2 separate regions of the Mus musculus genome follow, and region 1 is linked to region 2. The links are chromatin contacts, called in public Hi-C maps. All regions are on one chromosome and are shown on one strand. The core of a region is the stretch at or near the end of the contact, and the rest is flanking DNA. Distances in the headings are between cores, read along the strand shown.

Region 1 (6,200 bases), core at 24-2,523, 110 kb before region 2:
CGAGCTTGCACATGGAGCCTGCACCTCCTGGCTTCCATCTACTCGAAGGGGCTGTCCACACCATTCTCTCCGGCCGACTGCAGCACAACCACCCTGGCCGCCTGCATCCTTCTTGATCCGGACCTCCTCCTCCTCTGAAGGCTTCTGCATGAACACTCTCCTGCTAGTTCCTTTCTACCTCTGGTTTATCCTCCGGAACAGCTCTCATAAGGGACATTCCCGCACCGACCCATGAAGATGGTACACACCTCCTCCCACAGCTGTATGGCCACACACCACTCTCTTTTATTTTACTCTACCTACAAATGAACTAATAGCTTTGATAGCGCTGAGTGTTTGCAGCACATGGTCTTGCATTGTTCTTGAACCTAAGTCATGATATTTGGCTAGTCGGTGTTAAGAGCGGTTTATGTTTCTTTTGCTCATAGCCTGAGATTTCTAGGCCATTCAGTATATTCATAGCTATTCTGGTCTATACTCTTCTGGTATCTCTATCATTAGAATATATATATATATATATATATATATATATATATATATATATATATCCCTCTTATCTGAACACAGACAAGCCAGTCACTTACTTATGGTGGCTCCAGACTCAGGCCTGTTCAGAGAGCTGATGATGACGAAGCCAAACCCTTCGTTTTCTTTGCGGTGAATGACCACATCACTGGTCTGCAAGCTGTGTGAGGCAAAGCCTTCAGGAGGTGAGGCATTGCTGCTGGGGGCGGCGTGGTTGCTGTTGGAGTAGGTGGCATAGTCACTGCGCGGAGAGCTGTGGTGAGTTGATACAGAGCCTGGACTCCTCCCATTCTCTGGGCAGGGCTCCCCTGAAATGCACATGAAAATGCACAGAAACTCAGTGATTTAGGAAAGGCCTTACTGAATGCTTCCCAAGGAGCAGGCATCTAGCTCCTTGATCTTCCCTCTAGGTACAGAGAGCATTTGAAGGGCTACAGATCTATGGAATCCACTAGGTCTTCATCCATTGTTAGTCTTTCCCAAAGCACAGGGAATCCCTGACTCCAACCCCCTGCATTAGCCTCCTCTGAATTTGGTACTTGCTTTTGTTTTTCTCTTATTATGGCTTCAAGTCCCAGAGACAACGACAACTTTCATATATCAGCCTCTTGGTTGCATAGTAACAGACTGAAGATGATAGGAAACCAAGCAGACAGATTCTTAAATCATCCCAGGCATATGACTCACTGGAAGTATTTATAAAGGAGCTGGGGAGATAGCTCAGTGGATGAGGGACTTGCTGTGCAGCCAAGAGGATCTAAGTTGAATCCCTAGAACCCATATAACCGCACATCTTCTCTAGGATCGGTACTGCGCACCTATGAGTCAGCGGGAGACAGACGGAGACTCCCCCGGAAGTTCTCCAGCCAGCTGGAGTGCACAAGAGTAAACAACAAAGAGAGACAAGCCCTGCCTCAAACAATGTGGAGGAGAGGACAAACCAGAGGCTGTCCTCTGCTCCTTACAAGTGTGTTCCAGAGTATGCATGCTCTTGCATCACACATAGACATTTATGTACACACACACACACACACACACACACACACACGTTAAAAAGAACAAACATAGAAAGGGCCCACCAATGGAAGTTTTTGTTTACTTCACCTCTAGTTGGTCTGGGAAAGATTTGCGTAGGAATCTAGATAACACAGGATCTAAAGATCTTTGGGAGACGCTGCTATTCTGCCAGTGCAGACAACCACCTTAGGGGATGACTGAATTTTTTTTTTAAAAGAGCTACAGTTTTGTCTTATGGTATTTTGCCAGTCTAGAAGTATTAATTCACTCCATATAGGTGAGGAATAGACTTTTTTTTTTAAGTGGCCCATTTCTTATTTTAGGTGATAGCCACATCTTACTCAATAAGGTAGTTTGAAAGAATAAACAAATCAACTGAGATTTTCACTGAAATTGGTTTGTACGGTCTGAATCAAATCCAATAATATCAGGCTGACAAACTGTGAGTGCTAAATCTCAATAGAGGTGTTGGAAGTTTTGCTCATTTGCATCCCATGTTACAAAATACACTTTATTAATTGGATGTTAATTGGATAAACCTAATCAATGCTCCCAAAATGAAGCAGGCATAATGGTGTGGCAATATGAGAGCAAGCTGGGAGCTAAGAGAAACTAGTTTGCTGTTTTACCTGCAGGTATGCACGTGCACTATGGGCACTCTCAGTGTCAATGGAGGTCAGAGGAGGGTATCAAACCCCTGGAACTGGAGTAACATTTGGTTGTGAGCTGCCATGTGAATGCTGGAAATTGAACCCATGTCCTCTGGAAGAGCAGCCAGTGCTCTTATCTGCTGAGCCGTCTCTCTAGCCCTGAGAAGCACCTGGTTTTGGTTTTAAATGACTGTTGGTCTACCATTCAGGAAGGATTTGTCATTTTAATTTAATTGCAAGGTGCCTCAGAGAGTGGAGTCACAGGAGCAGATTTGATTCTTAGAGAACTGTCGTGGGGGACAGCGCTGTTTCATTTCCTTCCTAACGTTCATCAGGGCATCAAAAAGATGTTTGTACAACAGAAGAAGAGAAAATTATGACAGTTCCCCATTTCTCGTGGGCCTGTAGATACTGACTCTTACTTAAGAGTACTGGGAACCATCTTGTGTCAAGTCATGAATGCTCAGCAGAAGTTCCTATGAAGCCTGTTAGCATCACAAGCTATAGTTTCAGCACTGCCAGAATGTGGCGTGATTGGCCGGGCTGGGGGAGCGGTGGTACTGAAACTTTGAGAGGCGTGTCTAGTGGCATCCTTTTGGTCTCTGGAGGTGTATCCTGGAAGGGGATTATGGGACATCTTTGCACACACACACCCCCTTGTCTTCCTTTGACTTTGTTCTCTAGCTGTGATGTACATGGAATTATTTTTATTTATTTATTTATTTTTTTAGTTTGTCATGGTTGTTTAATATGTGTACAGTTTTAGAAATAATATATGCCTAGCAAAATTTCAGAAAACATTTCATGTATTTGTAAAGTATTTGAATCACTTCTGTCACCTTTTAAAAGTTACCATGGACAAGTTTGATTCTGCAGTACACATACTTCTTTTGTATTTCTCACACTGGTGAATTAATTAATTAATTAATGTATATGAGTACAGTGTAGCTGCCCTCAGACAACCAGCATAGGGCATCAGATACCATTACAGATGGTTTTGAGCCACCATGTGGTTGCAGGGAATTGAACCTATCACCTCTGGAAGAGCAGTCCATGTTCTTAACTGCTGAGCCATATCTCCAGTCTCAACACTGGTGAACTGTAACACATTGTAATAAAATGCTCAACTCTATCAAATTTTAAAATATTTTCATCCCAAATTCACGTACCAAAACAAAATAGTATTTTTACTTATTCTTTCAGTAGTGATATTTAAAATTCAGTACATGGAATTATTTTATGTGCTTCTAAGAACCACTGTGTGTTGCCATGGGCCCAAGGCAAATGGGCCATTCTCTGAAATCATCACCCCAAATAAACCATTCCTCTTTATAAGCTGATTCACCTCAGGTATTTGTTATAGTAATAGGAAATAAGAAAGTCAGAGGGAAAAGGGAGACTATAGGAGATATTTTGCTACACTGATCCAGAAGAAGAATTGCATTCATTCACATATCACATTTATTCATATACAGAGACATTAGAAGTAGCATTAAGTCAACTAAAATTTTGAAGAAAATAAGTGCAAATTAAGTCACGTCATCATAAAAAGGTCTTGTAAAATTAATTGATTTTTTTTGGAGGTAGATTATTAAGTACACTAAAGGGAGAAGAGAGCTGGGGAAGAGCTGCATTCATGTCTCCTCATTTCTTTTAATTACAGAGGAACTGAGACCCAAGCGAGCACTCGTATGATTGAATACATTTGAGCTTTTTCTTTAAGATACAATTAATTAATCTTTAATATAAAAAGATACTTTTCATTTGTGAGAAATGTACTGAGGTCATAAAAGAACAAAATGTCAGTGCCCTTGCTTTGAACTAGAATGGAATGTTTCTGCCTGTAAAATGTACCCTCCTTCAAAGACAGGCTGGTATTGTCTTGGTGAAGTATATGTCCTTTATCAGCCCTTGTGCAAGTTGGAAATAAAATGATCAGAGATAGTCCTGGAGAAGAAAAACAAACAATTATTATGCTGCTACATTAAATTGAAAATCTCCAGAGTTATTGGACCAAATCAGTAACTAAATGTCACAGGCAATGACAAGAGAGATCTCATTTTCTGGCTGTCGTATTTTGGGGGAGTTGAGAGCTGTGGTTGTCAGTAAATCAACAACAAGAAAAATTATCTGTCTTTTGCAATAAGTGGCTGGGAGTGGCTAGACCATGGGTTCTAGAGAGCAAGGGAATCGATAACCAAGTCAATGTGGTGGTCCTTGGGTACCAGAAAGGATCAAACTGACAGCAGGGCACTTTTCTATTGTGTTTGGACCCCTTTTCAAGTTTTTGAGGAAATCCCTTCATCTTCAGCAAAATGAGCATGTTTTAAGACAGGCGGCTAGCTGGGAAGATGGTCAAGCTTTCCCAGGGTTGTTCTGGTCTCTGACCCTTGGGATGTGGTAGCACGGTTGTCTTTGAGGGGTTGCTTGACGTCAAGTGCTTCCTATACAACTGGCTCTCCATCTGGACAAGACTGCTTTCTTTCCAAAAATTCTTTGTGGCATTGCACATCAACAGGGTTGCTTTTGAACAATAAGGTAAAAGGCCAGAAGGTGACTCCACACCATTACTAATTTCAAAAAGTACCTGATGCCTCATACACACATGGCCATTCAAGATCCAGCCATTTAGCATTTCCTGAAGTGAAATACTTAGGTTTTAGGTTAGGTTCTGTTCTGTCTCCATCAGTGATACTAGAAAACAGCATGGCACTTGACTAGAAGAGACTCTTCCTTTTGGAGGACAGGAATGGACTGATGCTGCCTGCAGGTGAGAGGCTTTGGACCTAAACGTTTCCTCCTGGTGGGGCTTGCTTCTCATTGGCACATGAGAAGTAATGGGCTAAACTTTTAATGCTGATTGTTACGATCAATTGCTGATGTTTATTAATAGAGAGATATTGTAAGACTAGGGATTTGTAATTTCTCTGGACTTTTTGGAGCTGGATCGTGGCCACCATATTTCTGACAGCTCCCCGATGCCTCTTGTAAATACCAAATTTATTTATCTGCTCATTAAATAAGGAAGTCACGAACCCAACAGGACTTTTTCGATCAGAGCCTCCATTTCCCTTTTAGATCCCCATTCTCAGTAGCAGGACTTGAGGATTCTGTAAACCAGATGGGCGGTGCCTGCTTCCAGACTGTAATGGGTGTATCTTGCCTTGAAGCATATCTAGGGCATGAGGCATGCATGGACTATAGTCTTATACAGGGCCATGGGGCATGCTTGTACTATAGTCTTATACAGGGGCAGGGGTGGCCATAGGTATAGACATCATCATAGCACCACTTGGGAGAGGGGACAGCCCTGGGTATGTCCCTGCTCCTGTTTGTGTAGGTACAACTGGTTTATACTCATCAAGGTAGACGGTTTACTGGATGGGTAACATTTTCACAAAGGGAAAGTGAACACACTTACATGGACGAAGGCTAGACCAAGAGCAGGACTGTGCCCACCAGTGCGTTCCACTGTACTGTCAATAAGCTCCCCTTCCTTAACATTGGGCCAAGATTTATATTCTCCTTGGGTATTGGAGAAAGATGCTGATAGCACAAGACTGGATGTTTTGATTAAGCCATAAAACTTTCTTGCATATCCATTCTCAATTCACACGTTAGGGAGTTCCTGAGGGACATCTTACTCTCAAACAAACAGTGGGCATCCAAAACAATGTGTCATTAAGTTGAACATCTCCAAGCTGAGCTACCAAACACTTAAATATTTATACTTTCAGCAGAGTAATTAAAGCCACTCTCCTAATACCCTCAGGGGGGGAAATCCAACCAAATGCTGGAGCTAGTGGCACACATAAGACAGCTCTCAAAACTAGTTCAAGGTACAAGATTTGTGCTTGCGATTCCCAGGCAAAAGACACTAGAGGCTTACTGCATCGTTTGCTCTCTAACGCAGCAGTTTCTCACTTTTCATGATCCAGATTAAAGTTGAAAAAAACTTGCCTTTCACTACTTTTAGTGTATATGTGTTTCTTAGGAGTGAATATTTGT
Region 2 (5,844 bases), core at 577-3,076:
ATATATATCCAATGTACTTATAAATGAGTAGTTCTAGTAGTAAAAATTCCTAAGAAAAATGCCCTCAACATCGTTGGTTTGATTAACAGCCATTTTTCCTAAATGTGAGGCAACCAGAATTCTAAAGAAATAAGTAGATAGGTTGAAAGGCTCAACAGATATTGTCAAAAGACCCAGGTAGGCTTGCTTTTAGAAAGTTCTGTAGCCTATGTGAGTAAAGGATGACAATTCCTTTCCACAATGTCAGAAAGGATGCTGAAGCATTGAACCCACACCTGCAGAGCTGGTGGCTCTTCCTCCTCTGCTATTAGACTTTCTTGCTTGAGTGGAGCAGCTGAGAATGCCTCTGCATCATTTTAAACTAACTTTATTCATCTCAGAGTCCTAGAAAAATGCCAGAGCCAGATAGGCTATTTTCTCTCCTCCACTCCCCACCTCCATCCTAACCTCTGGCACTGGAGGATTAAGGCCAGGAGATCCCACATACTAGATAATTGCTCTACTACTCTGTTGCATCATACCTTTAATTACAATTCCCCAGATTGCAAGGAGGACAAGTATCTTATGTAGGTTTGCTCTTGGGCACATATCATCTTCTCTTCCATCTATCCATCCATCATCCATCCATTCATCCATCATCCATCCATCCATCATCCATTCATCCATTCTATCCATCCACCCACCCATCCATCCATCATTCATTCATCCATCATCCATTCACCCATTCCATCTATCCATCCATCCACCTACCCATCATCCACCAATCATCATGTTTCATCCATCCATCATTCATCCATCCATCCACCATCCATCTATCCATCCACCATTCATCCATCTATCTATCTGTCCGTCTACCCATCCATTGTCTGTCTATCTATCTATCTATCTATCTATCTATCTATCTATCTATCTACCTACCTACCTACCTATCTTTACTCTGGACCCAACATTTTCTGTGTGTTTAGGAGACTGCATGCATGGTATAGGGTGATGACTTGGGATAGTGATGTAGAAGACTGCGTTCCAGGACTATCATTTACTAGGAATTTGATTTAGCACAAGGATATGACAGATTTCTTTTAAATGATGAAGAAATATAATACTAATTTATGATTACCTGAGACATAACTAATAACTAGACAATATAGGTGACAAGGCTTGTGACTGTACATCTTTATGAAAATATTGTTGCTACTCCTGTAGTTATTTGTCCTTGACAATATCCTTCTGAAAAACTAGGGTGGCCTAATTAAGATATTCCCACCACAGTCATAGCCAAATGATTATAGAAGTGATTGATTCTGAGTGAACAAGTAAAAGGCAGGAAGGTGACAGATGCCACTTTACTCTAAGGCTGTCACTAACTTTAATCACAGTTGACAACCCTCAGTCCCCAGGCACTTAATCTTTCTCTCTGTTCTGGTCTTCTCTAGGAAAAAGGAACTAGTTCTTTTCATGCCTAAAGAACAGTTACGTGGTAATTAATGAGAACTACTTATGGTTCTTTGCAAAACTGCCTTTAAATATGTACAAATAGTTTCTACTCCATAGTTTTTCAAATCATCAAACAAGAAACTGATGAAGAATACTGTATGATTCTCTTTACTGAGGAAAAACAAATTTCTGAAGGTAAAAGATGAGAGTTGAGTTCTTGAAAAGCTATCTAACTCCTTGACAACATTCAGTTGCCCACTCTACAAAATATATAAATGCCCAGATAATGTGTCATATCAAAAACTTCTATAGATGGTGATCTGTGATTGTGCTTGTTTAGATGGAGCGGACGAGGCAGATTATTCATAGACTGTGCTGTATGAATGTCATTGACATGTTGTGAAGCAAAATAGAAGCCACCTGGCATGTGTCACCCTACAGTGTTCCAAGCCAAGTTCTAAGATAGACTGGATTTAAGAGCACAGACAGGGGGGGCTAGCTCTAGTGCCAACCTGCTTGCCTGTTTCAGAGGGAGAGCTGTAAGGGAGTCACTTGATTTCTGAATCTGTTTCTTCCTTCATAAGCTGGAAATTAAAACATTGCTTTCATTTCTGCCTTTTCAGGTCTACTGTGAAAATGAGATCTTGCTGTGAAAACATTTTTACCAAGGAAAGATTCTCCATACAAATATAAGGATGCATTTCTTTGGAAAGCTAAGCACATCTTGCACTGATACCTTGCACTGATACCTTGATTAGATATTCATTGCACTGATACCTTGATTAGATATTCACTTACAGCCCGATTCAAGACAGGCAATTCTAGAAATATTGACTTAAGGTCAGATTGATATGACAGATGAATGTGGTGACCTCCACTGGTATGGTCTCATAATGATCTGGTATCCAATCATGGGGTTTTTATGTACAGGTAAGAGAAAGGGGGTTTAAAGCTATTGTTATATATGAAAAAATGTTCTAAAGTAATTTGGTTCTTTCTTAGTCATGGAGATAAATATATATCACTGGATATTTCCTGGACACCTCATCATTTTGGGAATAAAAGAGAACACTCTTGACGAAGCATTGTTTAAATTAGAGTTATTTTTATGCTGAGTTCCTCTACTCCCACATTCTTTGAGTCACTGTGGACTAAAGAATCTCCCTTTTCCGTGTCTCTCATGTTGGATCTGCTTTCCTTAACTACCTCTGCAGACCTGACTAGAATGATTGACTTCTTGATCAATATTCTTCTTATAGTCTATTCTACTAAGTTAAAAATACTTAACAGCCATGCCTGCCATTTTCCACCCTTTATCTACAGTCTGTTGACCTTATTTCTGTCTGATCCACCCTGCAGATCACCACTGTGGGACGTCAGTATCATTACTGCTCATAATTCCTACCTTGAAGCTCACCATGAAGTTGGAATGTCTTATCCGCTACCCTCCATTTTAATGGATATGTTTAACTCAACCTATTCATCTCTTTTCCTACCTTAAGGATATATTGTACTGTTTCCAATGAAATCTCTGTTACCATATGCTTGTGGCTGTAAACCTCAGACTTAGCTGTATCATTGGTGTTCTGCCTCTTCTAAGCTTTCTGTACAATGTGTAGAATATTATATCAGCACCATATTGGAAATTCTTTACATTGGAATGGAAAAGATATCAAAACTGGAAAAGATACCAAAACTGAACTTAGTACCTCCTCATTTGTGTTTCTAGCTTTTCTTTTAATCAAATCAGAGATTTTTTTGATAAAAGAATTATTTTCATCAACCCTGTCCATCCTACCAATTACATACACTCTATAAAACAAGTTAATTCTTCTCCTTGCCCAATACAATTTATTAAAGTGTACTTTCTTGACCTCTAGTTAATTTTAATAGTTTTAAAATATTATCATGACATAGAATTTGATTATGTTCTGTATCCATTTTCACTGTTTTATAATGATCACAAACACCTACCTAGTACATGTTAACACATCATTTTGGAGCTTGTTGACATAGATTTACTTGTCAATGTTCCCATTCACATTAAAGAAACATGTGTTCACTTCAGGAATGTAAGTACACTGTGGTTGGTTGAGCTAGAAGGCTCAGGTGGAGACTAAACATATGACCTGTGCTTGTAGCCGTGGGTAGAACACATGTCACCCATGGTTGGGCATCTCAGCACATGCTCATGTCTGTCCCCAAATGAGAAAGGCCAGGCCATAAACACTCAAGAAAGCAAACTGGTCAATGCCATTTCCCCCTATATTTCCAGATGAATTTTTAAAATGGTCCTATGTCTTTTTTTGCTCAAAAGTTTTTCCTTATACTTAAATATAATCTCTTCAGCTAAAAATTCTCTATTTCTATCCTTACAAAGACAGGAACATTATTCTTTTGAAAATAGTTTCTTAAATCCTGCAAAGTCTCTTTAAGATGAAAGTTACAAAATCAGACTTCAATCTGAGGAGAATTCCATCTTGGCAGTAGATCTTGCCATAGTTCTGTTAACTTATCTTGAAGCTAGCACTATTGTACGTGCCAATCAATTTGGGTAGAGGAATAAAAATGGGTGCCTAAGTTATGGGAGCTATAAAGGTATTATTTGACTATAAATATAAGTGACATTGCCAATTAAGATGAGGGGAAACAAAGTTTACACATTAAAATAATTTGTCTTTATGTTTTTTTTAAAAAAACTTATTGATTGTTCTCTCATACAATGCACCCAACTGCAGTTTCCCCTCATCCATTCCTCCCATTTTCCCTTCCACCTCCCCTCTCCCCCAGCTTCACTCCTTACCTCTGTCTGCCCACCCTCCCTATTCTCCCCCCCCCCCCCCCCAAGTACAGGCTTCCTGGGGATGTCAGCTGAACCCTGCAAGACAAGATACAATAGGACAAAGGACAAATCCTCACTTGAAGGTTGGGCAAGGCAACCCAGGAGGAGGAACAGGGTCCCATGGGCAATGTGTACTAAAGTCATGTGTGTCATTAATGGAAAACGTAATTGCTTGAAAGTCATGAGGTATTGATTTTTATGCAGGTATGCCAATAACTAGCAACTATTTCTGGGGTTTGGTCCTTATTTATTTTTTAATTTATTCAGCAAAGGTTTCCATGTATTTAATTGCTACCAAGAAGTTTGTTTGTTTGTTTGTTTGTTTGTTTGTTTTTTCATTGAAATTCTAAGGCAGGAGCCTTTGACTCAAGTTCTTGAATTATTCTTAAATTCCCTCCCTCTCTCCCTCCCTTATTTTCTTTTTTTTTTAAATTTTTTTATTAGATATTTTCTTTATTTACATTTCAAATGCTATCCCAAAAGTTCCCTATACCCTCCCCCTGCCCTGCTCCCCTACTCACTCACTCTCACTTCTTGGCCCTGGTGTTCCCCTATACTGGGACATATAAAGTTTGCTAGACTAAGGGGCCTCTCTTCCCAATGATGGCCGAGTAGGCCATCTTCTAATACATATGCAGCTAGAGACACAAGCTCTGGGGGTACAGATTAGTTCATATTGTTTTTCCACCTATAGGGTTGCAGACTCCTTCAGCTCTTGGGTACTTCCTTCCTTCTTGCCCCCTCCTACCTGCCCCTCCCCCTTCTCCTTTCTTCCCCTATTCCTACCTCTCCCATTACACCATCTCCATCTATTCCAGGGATCTCTCTCTGCAGGAGTCTCTAGCTGTGCTTTCTGGTGTCACAGTAATAACCAGGGATGGGGGAGGGAAGGGAAACCACGTTAGTTTATTGGATTATAGGGTCTGGTAATTGCACCTCAAGTTGACTCTGGGGAGTAGACAGGCCCTTTCCAATACTTCTTGTTTCTTCTGGTCGGGATTGTTCCAGTTCCCAGGAGATATGAGGTGTGTATAACTCTTCACACTGAGGTATCAGTGCCAGAGGCTACAAAGCTCCAGACACCATCTTGTGTTGGCTTCCTTGTGAACATGCCCCTAGCCCACATGCTCAACATACTTTTTCTCATTGTCTTCCAGTGCCTGGCGATTAGTCCGGTATAGACTCTCCAGGGCCATATCCAGGACACGTGGTACATATCCTCATCATCTCTCACATCTTACCACAAGTTCTTGGCTGTGGTTAGCCTGTAAATTGAGTTGCCCCTCCCCCACACACCCCTCCCTCAACACACACAATCCCCCTCCAGCCTCTGCGCTCTTTATCCCATATTTGCTTTTCATTTTTTGCTCACTAACAAACTGATGGCCATCTCTGAGGCCAGCTTCATCTTTTTGACCACCCTGTAACCATCTCTCCCTACTTATTCCCAATAGCACAACCTTCAGTGGCTGAACCATACCAAGAGCACATGTTGATGCCTCCAGTCAGTGACTCTATTTAAATAGCGTTTACAACCCTCACCTGATCTAATCTTTATTTTATACACA

The links. A called contact is a pair of places that touch in the nucleus more often than the background predicts.
Region 1: a contact with region 2 is called in a Hi-C map of cortical neurons. The contact joins two enhancer-like sites. A contact is called at or near these places in 6 of 484 Hi-C or Micro-C datasets (cerebral cortex, cortical neurons, cumulus cells and 2 more) and 1 of 9 other capture datasets (embryonic stem cells).

What each region holds. Positions count from the first base shown.
Region 1 is chr5:20,563,739-20,569,938 of GRCm38.p6, reverse strand. Magi2 (membrane associated guanylate kinase, WW and PDZ domain containing 2) reads right to left here. Exons shown (of 23, transcript NM_001170746.1): 16 at 585-833. Among named protein-coding and RNA genes, the nearest start is that of Gm52764, 24 kb to the right of the region's middle. Within about 2 kb of position 1,273, at least 32 of the 459 cell types and tissues checked have an H3K27ac peak or open chromatin away from gene starts, as enhancers often do. A contact at or near this core is called in cortical neurons, where this site is marked.
Region 2 is chr5:20,458,628-20,464,471 of GRCm38.p6, reverse strand. All of the region lies in intron 9 of Magi2 (membrane associated guanylate kinase, WW and PDZ domain containing 2), which reads right to left. Among named protein-coding and RNA genes, the nearest start is that of Gm52764, 81 kb to the left of the region's middle. Within about 2 kb of position 1,826, at least 16 of the 459 cell types and tissues checked have an H3K27ac peak or open chromatin away from gene starts, as enhancers often do. A contact at or near this core is called in cortical neurons, where this site is marked.